Linked DNA regions of Anas platyrhynchos: all the other regions are linked to region 2. A link is a contact called in public Hi-C data. All regions are on one chromosome and are shown on one strand. Each heading gives the region's core, a stretch centred on a gene start, on an enhancer-like site or on the middle of the called end of the contact. The rest is flanking DNA. Distances are from core to core; before and after follow the strand shown.

The links. A called contact is a pair of places that touch in the nucleus more often than the background predicts.
Region 1: a contact with region 2 is called in a Hi-C map of subcutaneous adipose tissue, with 2.3 times the contacts expected there. The contact joins the promoter of TBCE here to the promoter of TARBP1 in region 2. A contact is called at or near these places in 2 of 8 Hi-C or Micro-C datasets (liver and subcutaneous adipose tissue).
Region 3: a contact with region 2 is called in a Hi-C map of F1 follicle, with 4 times the contacts expected there. The contact joins the promoter of GGPS1 here to the promoter of TARBP1 in region 2. A contact is called at or near these places in 2 of 8 Hi-C or Micro-C datasets (F1 follicle and skeletal muscle).

The regions. Positions count from the first base shown.
Region 1 is chr3:27,083,313-27,086,012 of IASCAAS_PekinDuck_T2T, reverse strand. It overlaps TBCE (tubulin folding cofactor E), which reads right to left and starts at 1,391. Exons shown (of 16, transcript XM_072035583.1): 1 at 1,168-1,391. The coding sequence starts at 1,252.
Region 2 is chr3:26,724,826-26,727,533 of IASCAAS_PekinDuck_T2T, reverse strand. It overlaps TARBP1 (tRNA guanosine 2 -O-methyltransferase TARBP1), which reads left to right and starts at 1,301. Exons shown (of 30, transcript XM_038176924.2): 1 at 1,301-2,214; 2 at 2,339-2,436. The coding sequence starts at 1,350.
Region 3 is chr3:27,056,349-27,059,048 of IASCAAS_PekinDuck_T2T, reverse strand. It overlaps GGPS1 (geranylgeranyl diphosphate synthase 1), which reads right to left and starts at 1,322. Exons shown (of 4, transcript XM_027453758.3): 1 at 1,190-1,322. It overlaps ARID4B (AT-rich interaction domain 4B), which reads left to right and starts at 1,484. Exons shown (of 24, transcript XM_038176159.2): 1 at 1,484-1,563.

The sequences.
Region 1 (2,700 bases), core at 142-2,641, 360 kb before region 2:
TTCTGTACTGGAAAAGATTTTCCTGATGTCCAAACTGAACCTTTCAAGACACAGCTTGTGGCTGGTGCTCTTTGTTATAAAAGAATTTGGCTTTGTCATCTTCGTTACCATCTTTCAAACACCCATAGGCCACTATTTGATGTCACCTAACTTCTCTTCTTTACCACGCTAACCAAGCCCAGCTCCCTCAACCTCTCTTCACAAGACACGTTATCCATGTCCTTGACCCCATTGGCAGCCTGGATTCTCTCCAGTTTAAACTGGATTCTCTCCAGTTTATCCGCATCCTTCTTGAACTGGGATAACCCAAACCAGACACATTATTCCAAGGGCAACTTTATCTAGAACTTCTGCCCTCAGAGGGGAGACAACAGCTTCCCTTAATTTGTTGGCCATGTTCAGCATTTTAAGGTAACCCAGTAACATGGGCTTATTTCACACTACATGCAGAAATTCATACTCCTGGAATTTCTTAGGCCCACTCCTAAAGTTCACAGAGCTTGCTCTGGATTGCAGTTCTGCTTTTTGTTACATCAGCCAGCTAAGGGTGATCTGGGTTTTAACTTGGAAGCTAGATAAACAGAAGGTGGATGAAGGACTGTTACGTGGGTTGGTTTTTGTTACGCCAGCCGGCTGAGGGTGATCTCTGTTTATTACCCATGACACTGACGATGACATTGAACAGTACAGACCCCAGAATTACTTCTGGGTTTCCTGTACGTTACAGGTACCAGTTACAGGTACCAGCCAGATATCACGTCATGGATTACCATGCTTCTGCCTGACCGACCCGCAGACTTTCAGCCCACTTCACAACCCTTCCATCTGCCTTGGATTTACCTAGCTTCCAAGTTATACTTTTATTCGAGACTGTGTAAAAAGCCTTATTAAACACACAGGATACTATATCCCCCACATGGTTTGCCCACGTTCCCCATCTCATCACCACAGAGGTAACCAGGCTGGCCAAGAACGACCCATCCCTTCCGACCACCATCCCCAGCTGCCATTTTGTCCCTCGCACACCTGGAAACAGGCTCCTGGGGCACAAGCTCCGTGCCTTTAGGGGCTCTGTGGCGAGGCTGAGGAGCCCACAGCTCCCCGGCCACCTCCCCCAGCAGCCGCCGCCTCCCGCCCGCCGCGCGCTGCCCGTTGCCGCCCACCTACCCGCCGCGCCGGGCAGGCCGCCGACGTACCGCACGGTCGCGCGCTCCGCGCCGCACAGCACCCTGCGGCCCAGCGCCTCGCTCATGGCGGGCAGGGCGGGGGCAGCGCGCGCAGCACCAGCAGGAGCAGGAGCAGGAGCAGGGGCGGCAGCAGCAGTGCACGCAGCGCCTGCGGGCCCCGGCGCCTTCCGCGCTGCGCAGCTTGGCAGCGCCCGCCCCGCCCCGGCGCGGCCGCCAATGGCCCGAGGCGCCTTGGCGCCCGCGCCGTGTGGCGTTCTGGGTAGTGTAGTTCAGCAGGGTAGGGGGTTCTGTGTGGGCTTCGTGTGCGAGGAAAGCAGTGAAAATAAAAATAATAATAAAAATAAAAAAGCAATGTAAAAGAAAAGGGGAAAAAAAAAAAACAACAGAGCCAAGCAGCACAGGTCGGCAGGCACCGACCGTTGACAGTGAGCGGGTGGCTTTCAGGGCAAAGCAGGGGCTGGAAGGAGCGAGCACAGGCATTGCTCAGCACAAGGGCGAGGCAGGCGGAGGACAGGGCAGGACAGGGCAGGACGGGAGGAAGGGAAGGAGAATGGGACAGGACAGAGCAGGCTGCCTGGCTGGGGTGCTCTGCAGGGAGACAGCGCTGGGCCCTGCTGCCACAGCCCTGCTGGCGCGGGGCCTTTGCCTGTGTGACCTGGCGTGAAGCAGCCCACACGCGGCACACCTGGTGCTGTGATGTTGGTTACAGGCGTCTGATAACACTGCTGTATCGCAGCCGCACTGAGCTGTGTGGCACAAAGCAGCTGCTCTCCAGAGGGGCCTGCCAGTGAAGACCTTTGTGCCTTCACCTAAAAGCTTTCTTTGCCAAAAGTAGGTGAGTTTTCCAAGGCCACCTGGTATCTCTGGGGTAAGTCCAAGTCCATCTTCCACACCTTTGGTGGTGGTGCCCTCTCACCCAGTGCTCCGTCAGCTCCCACAGAGGGCACCCTCGGAGCAAGGCTGTCCAGTTTTCAGTGGTGCAGAAGCCATCTACACAGACCGTGGTACCAGGGTGACAGCAAAAGCAGTATCACTAAGTCCTCTTGCTCTTCATTTTTGACTTGTTCACTGCTCCCGAGTGCAAAGCTGAGAGCATGTGTTAGTGTGAGGAGTTGAGCTTCATCTTGCTAATTAGTGTGAAATAGAGTTATTTTTATTTTTTTTTTCTCCCTCTTTATCAGATATGCTTGTCTGAATCACCAAAGAAAAGGCATTTTCTGTCAGAAAGGAATCGGGGTGGCCAGACCTGTAATTGTAACCAATCACTTTTCTCTTGGCTTTTATGGCTTCTTTGGGTTTTTACTTACATCAAGAATTTTGACCTTTAAAACAACTAAATAAAAAAGTCAAAATGTTTAGTAAAACCTACTTTCTTTCACACGCCTACAAAGCAGTACATTGCACTGTCCTGCTCAGTTTTCTAGCTGGCTGCTACTCGATGCAGCAGTTGCAGTATTAGCAGTACATGTTCTTGTAAAGGGAGCGTTCCCTCTGCTCTATGTCCTTCCCCCTG
Region 2 (2,708 bases), core at 52-2,551:
GGTGCCAGTGCCCTGTTTTCCTACAGTTTTCCCGGGGCAGATGCAGGGCATTCAGGTAGGCTTCACAGCCACGACTATGGGTCAGATCTTGAAACTAGAAAGTGTTTTATGGGGCAGATGAAGGGCTCTCAGGTAGGCTTCATGGCCATGATCATGGGTCATATATGGAGTGGTAATTCATGTCGAGAAGATGGTTGATATTAATGAAGAAAGGGGAGATGTGCGAGTGTGGCCATGGGGGTTGGCAAGCCCTGTGGTTGATGATAACATTAGACTCTGAACGATGAGGTCATCAGGAATGTAAAAGAGTTTAGAAGGAACAAAGAAGGGTGATTCAGGAGACTCTATGCAGTCTTGGGTTGCTTGTTCTCCAGAGGTTGAGGCATGGAAGTTTCTCTGTGTTTGCTGTTGCTGTTATATGCAAAGTTGTTTGACCGATGAAAAGTTGTTTTTGAAAAGGACTGCTGTGGGGAGAAGGGTATACGAGAGAAGCCTGTTCTCAAGAAGAAAAAAAAAAAGAAAAGAAAAGAAAAAAAAGACTGAAAGTCTGCTACGCCATGGGCCCCTCTGCCGCTACAGCCATCGCAGGCCTTTGCTGTTCCGCCCCCTGGTGACCTGGACGTGCCTTTTGACCCAGGCCTATTGGCCTTGAAAAGGAGATGGATATGCTTTTGTTCGATCCAGGAAGAACGGGATACGTAAGGCCCAAAGGCCGAGTTGCTTGACAACTTAAAGCGAGACATATTGTTCAAAGGGAATGGAAAATGGAGACTTGTTTGTAATCAAGAAAAGGAATGGAAAATGGAGACTGTTCAGTCATGGAACTTAAAGGATTGTTTGTTACCTTTTCTGATTGTATGTATGTATAGGCGTACTTGGGTTTAGTATGTAAAGCAATGTTCTGTATGTTTAGAATGTTTGATGTTCATGTGTGCGTGTTGGTAGAGCGTAGACTCCCTGCACACCCAGCACTGTTTACTTGCCTTTTATACCTTTTAGAAATATTCTTTTTATAAATATTACTACATTCAGATTGAGACTTCATTTATAACAATGGCCACGATCACGGGTCAGGTCTGGAAACTAGAAAATACTTTATTTATTGGAACAGACGGCAACAGCAAGCACGGGCGAACACCACACTTTGCGCACTACACCTGGTGGGAAGGAGACCCCCACCCCGTCCCCAACCCCTCCCGCTGCCCCCCAACATGGCGGCCCCTCCCTCCCTCCCCTCAGCGGGACGCAGCGGCCCGGCCCCGCCTCCCCACCCCTCCGCACCGGGGCCGCGCCTGCGCACCGGCCCCGCACCGAGCCGAGCCGCACCGCGCCGAGTCCCCTCCCTCAGCATGGAGGTGGTGCTGGCCGACGCGCTGCTGGCCCGCGGCGGCGACCCCTGCGCGCTGCTGCGGGCCGTGTGCGCGCCGCTGTCGGCCGAGCGCGCGGAGGCGCTGCGCCTGCTGCTGCAGCGCCTGGCGGCGGCGGCCGAGGGCGAGGGCGAGGGGCAGGCGGCGGCGGGCGAGGCGCTGCGGCGGGCAGCCTGGGAGGTGGCGCTGGAGCGCTGCCGGCCGCTGCTGCGGCTCGGGGAAGGGGCGGCCGGGGGGGCGGCGTGCGCCGAGCGGCTGCGGCTGTGCCGGGCGCTGCGGGGCGCGCTGCGGCACTGCGTGCAGCTCTGCGGGGCGCCGCTGGCCGCACGCCTGGCCCGCGACGCGCTGGCCGAGCTGGAGGGAGGAGGAGGAGGCGGTGGGGCAGGAGCCGAGGCGGCGGTGGAGGCGCTGGCGGCGGCGGCGCCTTGGCTGGAGGAGCCGGCGCTGGTGGCGCGGAGCGTGGCGGCGGCGCTGGCGCTGCTGCGGGACGACGGCGAGGCCGAGGCGGCGGCGGCGCTGGCGGCCGGGCGGCTGCTGCCGGCGCTGGGCGGCAACGGCGAGGCGCTGGGCCGCGTCTGGGAGGGGCTGCTGGGGGCCGGCGGGGAGCCCCCCGGGGCCGGGCGGGCGCTGCTGGCGCTGAGCGCCCTGTGCGACGCGCTGCTGCCCCGCGGCGCCGCGGCAGGGCCCGACGCCAGGCTCTGCCCTCGCTTCTGGAGGCTGGTGCAGCAGGGGCTGGCCCGCGGGGACGGGCTGTGCCGCAGGAGGGCCCGCTACCTGCTGAAGAGGGCCGTGGATCTCTGCGGGGGGCAGGCAGCCTGCCTGCGCTGCCCCCCCGACGGCGGGGACGGTAAGGATGGGGGGGAGGCACCGCGTCGCCTCCCGGCCCCTGCTGTGTGTGTGGCCCCCTCCCCGGAGGGCTCCTGTGGCACCGCCTCAGCGCGGTGTCAGCGAGCTGTCTGCGTTGCCTGCAGAGCCCAGCCTCTTCTGGTGGTCTGCCGAGGAGAACGAGGCGCTGCTGCGCTTCTGGGAGACCTACATCTTGGTGCTGGAAACCCTGGAGGGAAACCAGGTGAGGGCGCCGGAAAGCCTGGGGGCAGCTCCTGCGCCATAGCTTCTGGCCCCTACAGTATAAGCATTTACAGTTTGGGCCATTGAAGGCGTTTAAGCATCGTCAGGCATGATTCATTTTGAATTTTAATCTTTAAAATGCAGCAAGCATAGTTTGGAATGCATTCCCATCTCTCTCTGAAATCTGGTTACGGCTGTGCATTGAACTAAGGAAGGAAAACCCAGGTTGCAGCTTATTGCAAGACCCGTTGGGTTACCCAGCGAGGTAACCCA
Region 3 (2,700 bases), core at 73-2,572, 330 kb before region 2:
TGAGGAAGTGAAATAAGAAATGCTCATCACAGCCCATCCCTGGATGTTTTAAGAAGAGATGCTCATAGAGCTGGATATAGAGACACTATCAAGTTAGCCACCCTCCCGTGACAATTAATCATCAAAAAAACACAGGGAGAGCTTAGAACTGAAGGTGCTCAGCTAGGGGAGATGTTGGGGTTGAATTCCTTCTCTGTGAGGGCTTCCCACTAACACTGAGCCTACAAGGGTTGGGCTGTTAGCACACATTGTAGCAGCACAAAACAAAGAATGTGAAGATTACTCACCGGTCATTGCCCTGACAAAGTTCTTAGAAGTAAATGTTAGAGCTCTTCCTCCCCCCTCAGGGAACGAGGAGGTTTCTTCCCTGTCTATAGGGCACTAACATAGTACTCAAAAATCCCCATCCAACTGAAAATTGGCTGGTATCACACAGCAAACTGAATCTACCTTTCAGGCACTACTACCAGGAATCCTCCCAAACGCTGCTCATTGCAAGATAAATTAACCAGGCACTTCTCCCACAAATGCCAAGAGTTTATCATTGTTATGATTAAAGCAGAAAAGCATTACAGCTTACAGCTGAGCTTCATTTTTTGTTTTTAAATAGAGCAAGAAAAGGCCTGCCACTGGTGGCAATTTGAAACCACGGTGGTTAAGCTTTCCTGGGCTGTTTTGCTACCTGAAAATGACCTAAGGAAATTATTGTAAGAAAGAGAAGAGAGGTGATCCCTCATAAGAGGGATCCACATGTCTAAAGTACCCACAGAAACAAGGACGGTGAGTCCCAAAACTTATAGGAAGAAGGGAAACTCGATAAAGACACCTAAATGAAGGCACCTACAGGGGTCTATACGGCAGAATACCGTTAAGTATGAGGCTGCAAAGAGCAGGAACATGACTGAAGTTACCACACTTCACACACCTGGTACGGAGGTTCCTGCCCGCAGGGCTGCCCAGCTCCCTGCGGGATCTCAGCAGCCACAGCAACTTTCCTCAGCCCCTCCCGAGGCGCAGGGGAGCCGCAGGCCCCCAGCCGCCCCCCCCAGGGCTCCGCGCTCCGGCTCGGGGCTCCCAGCGCCATCTTAGGGCGAGGAGACCCCCTCGGGGCCCCCCCCAGGACCCCCTCTCCCGAGCCACCGCCGCCAGCCCCGGCTCCCCGCAGCGCCCCCCGCTCCCCGCCGCTCACCTCAGGCCGCCGCCAACCCGCGCAGCCCCGCCCCGCCCGGCGGGATGGAGGGGAGGGAAGGGGGGGGGGGGGGGGGGGGGAGGCAGCACCGCCCCCTTCCGCCCCGCCGGGCGCCACCTTCGCCTCTTGGGGGAAAATGCGCCACCGGAGCCGCACCGCGCATGCGCCGGCCCAGCCCCCTCCTGCCATTAGCATTCGGCTGGGGCCCCGGCCCCGCGCGGCGGCGGCGGCGCGCGGTGCGCGCTGGGATGTGTAGTCCGCGCCGGGAGCCCACTGGCTGAGGGAACCCGGGGAGGGAGGCGCGGGGGGACTGCGTTACCCGTGAGGCTGCGCGGCGCCGAGTCTCAGTTTCCATAGAAGTGGAGAAAAATGACGTCAGTATTTCCGAGGCGGCGGCCAATGGGGCCGGGGGGGGGGCGGGCCGTGCGGGCCGCGGCCCAATGGAGGTAGGCGGGGAGAGGGGCGTGGCCCGGCCCGCCCGGCCGTCAGTCAGTCGGGCGGTCGGTGCGGGAGGGGGAGGGGGAGCGAGGCAGGGGGAGCGCAGCGCTCAGCGCCGCCGGCTCCGCGTCCGCGCCCGGGTGCGGGCGGCACGGGGCGGCCCCGCCGCGCGAGCACAGCCCCAGCCGTTGGCGGAGCGGGGGCCGAGGGCGCCCGACGGGGAGACGGAGCCGCGGGCGGCGGCAGCAGCAGCAGCAGCAGGAGGAGGAGGAGGAGGAGGAGGAGGCGGCTTCGCCCCGTTCCCTTCCCTCCCCCCCGCCGCGGGTCGGGGGAGTCGCGGGCGGGCGCCGCGGAACAAAGGTACCGGCGGGCGGGCGGGGGGCGAGCCCCGGGCCCCACGGCGGGCGGCAGGGGGGGGGTGTGTGCGTGAGGGGGGGGAGGCGGTTGTTTTTCTGCGCTCGCAGCGCGGCTGCGGCGGGACTCGGCGGCGGGGCGAGGGCGATCGGCAGCCGCCTGCTTGTGTCCGTGTCCCCCCCCCCCGTCCCTCCCGCCCCGCTCCGCTCCGCTCCCTTCTTTTCTTCTTCTTCCTTTTCTCCCCCCCCCCCCGCCCGGCCCCCAGACGGCCGCGGAGTTGCGGCTGTTGCTGCCGAAACTCCGGCCGCGGAGTCAGCGCTTTGCTTGTATTTGGGGAGGGGGGGCACGGAGAGGGAGAGGGAGAGGAGGGGGGGGGGGGGGGGGAGGAGCCGCCGCGATCCGGAGCCGCCGCGATCCGGAGCCGCAGCCCCGTACAAAAGCGGCTGCACACCCCCCCCCCCCATGTCCCCCCCCATCCTGCTGCCCGCACTCTTCCTCGTACAATGGAGGCAGGGCCTCCCTCCCCTCCCTCCCCTCCTCCTCCTCTCCCCCAGCCGCCAAGTGCGGGGGTCCCGGCGCTGAGCTCACCCCCCCCCCCCCTTATACCCCCCCCATCCCCTCCTTCCCCTCCCGGCAGCGGGCGGGCAGGGGGCTGCAGCCCCGCGGGGGGCGGCCCCGAGGCCGTGCTTTATCCCCCCGTTTCCCCCCCCCCCCCGGCG